Regions from separate parts of the Mus musculus genome. Here region 2 is linked to region 1. Evidence: chromatin contacts called from public promoter capture Hi-C data. All regions are on one chromosome and are shown on one strand. The core of a region is the stretch at or near the end of the contact, and the rest is flanking DNA. Distances in the headings are between cores, read along the strand shown.

Evidence for each region. Promoter capture Hi-C pulls out the DNA fragments that hold promoters and counts their contacts.
Region 2: a promoter capture Hi-C map of cranial neural crest shows a contact between it and region 1. The contact joins the promoter of Neil1 here to the promoter of AY074887 in region 1. A contact is called at or near these places in 2 of 39 promoter capture datasets (cranial neural crest and erythroid cells).

Annotation. Positions count from the first base shown.
Region 1 is chr9:54,949,665-54,952,232 of GRCm38.p6, forward strand. AY074887 (cDNA sequence AY074887) reads right to left here and starts at 1,290. Exons shown (of 1, transcript NM_145229.2): 1 at 580-1,290. The coding sequence starts at 1,175. The coding sequence ends at 777. It overlaps Hykk (hydroxylysine kinase 1), which reads left to right. Exons shown (of 5, transcript NM_177351.4): 5 at 1-260. It overlaps Psma4 (proteasome subunit alpha 4), which reads left to right and starts at 1,195. Exons shown (of 9, transcript NM_011966.3): 1 at 1,195-1,239; 2 at 2,418-2,444. The coding sequence starts at 2,442.
Region 2 is chr9:57,147,007-57,149,574 of GRCm38.p6, forward strand. Neil1 (nei endonuclease VIII-like 1 (E. coli)) reads right to left here and starts at 1,299. Exons shown (of 10, transcript NM_028347.3): 1 at 1,078-1,299; 2 at 1-51. The coding sequence starts at 28.

The sequences.
Region 1 (2,568 bases), core at 40-2,539:
GGCAGTACATGAGATCATTCACATGTGAAACACTTAGGATACTCATATTTGAGGTTTTTATTTAACTTGGCCAATCAGGACCAGAAAAATGGGCTGGAACTTGGGTCTCATTCCAAATCAGTGTTTATCCTGTTATACAATGGAACTCTGCAAGTTTCTCTTGATTGTTCTTGCTAAGAGAGATTCTCCACTAAATTCCTATTGCAAATATTGCTAATTTCTGTTTGAAATTAAATATATGCTGCATTGTATGGATATTTTACCTTTTGGTCTTTTTTTCTCTCTCTCTCTCATTTTTAAAACAGTCTCACTATATATCCCTGGCTGGCTTGGAATTTACAGGGCAAACCAGGTCCTGAGTACAGGCCAGGTCCCGTCTACATGCAACTAAATTTCTAAGCTTCCCCCTTTAAGAAACCCAGATCCAACCGTTTTGCCTACACAGAAGACAAAGGCCCTGTACATAGTCAACCCACTAGCTCTTCAACCCCCAACATAGGCACAAAAACTAGGTAAGATTGGAAAGGAGAAATGGATGAAGAGAAGTCTTTTTTTCGTTTTTTTTTTTTTTTTTTTTTTTTTTTTTTTTTTTTTCTTTTGTCCGAGACAGGGTTTCTCTGTGTACCCCTGGCTGTCCTGGAACTCACTCTGTAGACCATGCTGGCCTCGAACTCAGAAATCCGCCTGCCTCAGCCTCCCAAGTGCAGGGATTAAAGGCGTGCACCACCACTGCCCGGCGAAGAGAAGTCTTAAACTTAGAACAAAAGTTATCCCAATTAAAGAGTTGGATCTGAGAAAGGAGAAAATGAGGCTAAGAGGAAGAACAAAGGAAAAACTGTTAAGGGGCAAGACTGGAAGAGTAAACGATTTGATTTGTCTATACAGTTGCTACTCTGGCCTCCATTAGAATGGTACAGAAGAGAAAACGAAAGTGGAGTGCAAAGCGTAGGAGGAATCTGGTTCCACTCTCCACGGTATAGACGCTTCCCTCCTCCCTCCAGTCCTCCTCTAATACAGACCGCAGCCAAAGCCGAGGTTGTGCTTCTGCACAGTCCACGTGGGCAGACTGAGCCCGCCCCAGCACTGGGAGAACTTCCGCGTCCTCCCGCCCCGCCCCGCCCCCTCGCAGTCCTGCGCACGCGCGGGAGCCATATTCGCCGCGGATGCTTGGCCATCCGGGTTGGTTCTTCTCCAGCTGAGTAAAGAGGCGCTGATCTGCACCCTCACCGTCTTCCTCTGGTGAGGCTCAGTCCTTTAGGGGCCGCGGAGTCGAGGTGTCTGTCTCCCGGGCGGGGGCCATCTGCGTGGAGACCACGGCCCAGGCCCGCGGCCGCCACCGAGGAGCCGTGGGCACGATGACTTTGCACCCGCCTCCTCGGTGACCGGCCTGCCAGGGACTGGTCCCCGCCGGCCGCCGTCGGGTATCCCCGCGGGGCCTTGACGGCTCGCCTGGGCTCTGAGACCCTCCGGGCCGGTGCGAGGGGTGGGGGCGGCTGCGGCCCAGAGAGTCAATTCGGGAAAGTGGCGCTGCGGGGGAAAGTCCAAGTCTTGTAGCGCCGGCGCCAGGCGTGGAGGTAGCTGTGTTCACAGTCGAATCCGAAACCCGCCGTGGCCTCCTGGCTGCTGTGCTCAGGGCCACCTTTCTGTTTCTCCTACATGTTGGAACCGACTCCTGGCAGGTTAACTCTCCTTAGGCCTGACGACTCTTCTAAAATGTCACTTCCCGTGGTCCTTGAATCCAGCCCGTCGGTGAAGCGGTCTTAAGTAAGATAAAGGTGTTTTCTAACATCTGGGCGCGCAGACCCTTCAAATGTCTGCTTAGCTTTCCAGCCACGATGCCTTCCTTATATCCCATTTGGCAACATAGGAATTGAACTGCCATTTTTCTACTAAGGCAGAGTTTCCATTGCTGTCTTTCGAAGAAACGGAAATAAGGACCAGGTTTACCACCTAACCCCTACACCCCCAAATTTAGGACCATGTGAATTATCCACTTTGTTAACCTTTCTCAGCCTGCTCTACTTGGAATGCCCTTCCTTCACCCCTTCACAATTCTTTTTCTTTGACTTGAGGCTTTTCAACTTACCTTTGCCTCTCCCACCTCTAATTTACTCTCATTATCTGTATTGGTTTCCTAAAATCTTACTTGCTGTCGATTCTGCTTTCCCTCCCCACCCTGAATGTCTCTTCCATGTTGCTTTATAATCTTTGTCTGTCATACCTGGCTGCTAGATTCTGAGCTTTTCAGGACACCATGGTTTACCTTTATTGTGGTGGCCCAGCATCTGTATAGGTCCCAGTGGTGGTGCAGTTCATGTTAGCTGAGTGATGGTGTGGATCAAGTGGTATTAACAGTGGAAGACACTTCTTAAAATTGTGGGGGTTTTGTTATTAATGATCCTGTTTTCTTTTCACAGGAATCAACATAAAGTTCAGAAACCATGGTGAGTTCATGACACGTTTCCTTTAACTTTTGCCTGGGAACATTATGGCTTGTTTGAAGCTCACAGCCTGACATGGAAGAAAATGAAACCAAAGGGGTAGAGGGAGTTGAATGGGGTCTTCCGT
Region 2 (2,568 bases), core at 49-2,548, 2.2 Mb after region 1:
CCAGGTGCAGCTCTGGGCCCTCTGGCATTCTGAAGGAGGAATGGCTGGGCCCTGTAGTAGGAAGAGGACAACAGGTCGTGCCAGAAATGTCTTGTTCAGTAGGAATTATTACCAAGTTTGTACAGAGGAAAAGTCAGAGACACAGAGAGGCATAGCGCCATATAGGATAGGCAAAGAAATGGTGGCCTGGCCACCCATCCAAGGTACTGGGTACCAGGAAGCTGAAGCTGGGAGGCACATGGCTGTCTTGCTCACTGGTGCTTTCCTTCCATGGCCTCCACACCTCGCTTTAGAATACAGTTCAGATTCTTGCTGGAGCCTATTACCTTGTGTCCCCCAATCCCTCCTACCCACTTACAAACCTGTTCCTCCCCAACTCCTGGCCTTTGCCCCTGCTGCCTCCCATCCCACACACAGTAGGAAGTTTGAAGGAGGCCTTCTCTCTCCCTAATCCACATCTTAACTTAGGAGCTCCCAAAGTTCAAAGCTACTCAGCATCTGTTCTAGCACCTCACGGCACCCAAGGCAAAGCTCGGGTCACTCATCCACTACAGCTCAATCAGGCCCTGAATCTGTCTACATCCATGGAGGTAGAAACTCAAATGTGCGCTGGACCAATGGGATTGACCTAGCCTGCCATGGTCACCCAGGCAGAAGAGAGAGGCTTTCTCCCGGCTGCCTTCTTGTCAGGACAGGAGGCAGAAGTAGGAGAAGGGTAAGCTCCAATCTGTGCACAGCCCTGTTCTCATGGATCCCTGGGGTGCCAGGAAGGACAGGGCTCTCGTTCTTTGTCCTCACCACCCTCCTCTATCCCTCACCTCGCGCTTTGCTACTAGCAAGATCTGAGGAGAAGGTAGGTAGGGAAGACGGGCGGTTTTAAAGTAGACGCGTTGGGGGCTTGGCACCAAAAAGGGTTCGGTTTGCGGAAAACCTTCAGAGTCCTAGTTTTGCGAGGTGTGAGATAGCGCACACACCCAACAAAATTTTGGTTTCTCTGTCTTTCCCGGGCTCCCAGATCCTTTAGATCTTCACCTTTACTGAGACCCCGAATCGCCCCCATTAAAGTTGAATGAATACCTGCTCTGGTTACTGCTCAACCTGAGGCAGCAGCCAGTAAGGGGTTAATCCCAGCAGTCTGCCGAACTTCAGAGCACGCTGGGAAAGGCTAGAGACACTCTGGTACCTGCTGGGAAATGTAGTTTTCTCAGGCAGGCGGCGCAGTATGGAATGGAGTTCCTTATTTATGAGAATCCCGGGTGTTGGGCAAGCTTTGGAGCAGTCGCGTAACCCGGAGGTGACGAAAGAACTGTGAGCAGAGCCTTGTTCCGAACTGGTGCCCGGAGTCGCAGCTGCGTCTGCAGTTGAAGTCACCAGTTAGCCTGGCCAGGATTGACGCCAGCAGCCGGAAACGGCGCTGTGTAGAGCCACAAGCAGCTGTATGCGAGGCATACACAGGTGCAAGATAAACAATCCCTGGGGACCCAAGATGGCCGTGTCAATGAGCAGTCAGATGTAACATATAAACAACTTTATCACGGCCTGCGGGAGCTAGGGGGCCGAGAGGGGGGAGTGCATCCGGCAATACCACAGGGGCTTATATCTGGGGCAGCACTAGGTAAAGTCAGGAGTTAGGCACAAAAGCTTGGTTTGACTGTCACAACCTCAGGCAAAAAAAAAAAAAAAAAAAGTGTCGGCAAGATACCTTTTGCCAGGCACAAGGGATCGATTCAAAGTTCAGGAACAGAAGCTGAGGAAGGCCTGTGTGGCTGCCGCAGGGGTGAGTGGTGATGGGTAGGCTAGGGGAGAACAAGAGGAGAGAAACATTGGTGAGGCTAAGCCTCAAACGTCCCTGGGAGATGGAAGCAGCATTATTAAAACGTATAAAAGAGAAAGAAAGCCTCTGCAGGTGCGTTGTGCTGACCAACAGCGGAGACTCACCCTTTTACACACTTATTTCTCTTGTTCCTCCAGTCACCCATTTACTCATTTCTTATATTTTTTAGGAGAGGACGGTTAAAGAGAGGGTCTTGCTATGTATTCCTCATTGTCCTGGGCCTCAGACTGGTTCCCAGCTTCCCCTGATCTTCTCTTCAGCCTCCTCAGTAAGAACTGGGATGATAGGAAAGGGCCACTGTCGTGGTTTGAATGAGAATGGCCTCCACAGGCTTCCCGTCTCATCAGGCGGCTGTACTCACGTGTTCAAGCATGAACTAGCAAGCTCGCACACACATGGGGTGGGGAGGGAGATGATAAAAATGTCTTAAGAAACACAGCGTGTGGAATATAAGCAGAGTGGAATATTATACACTGCCTGCCACAGGTAGCAGCATAGGTGATTTTGAGGATATTATGCTAGGTGGTAGGTAGGTCAGTTACAGAAGGACAAACACTGAGATTCCATTTATGTGAGAAGTCCACATTAATCAGACACACAGAGTGAGGAGAAAGATTGTTGAAGATGGGGTAGGGGAGGAGAGGTTGATAGTAGGAATAAAGTTCCAGTTGCCTAAGATGAGCAAGTGCAGCATGCGGTCTGTAGCTAACACTGTTGTACAGCAAACTCTCTGT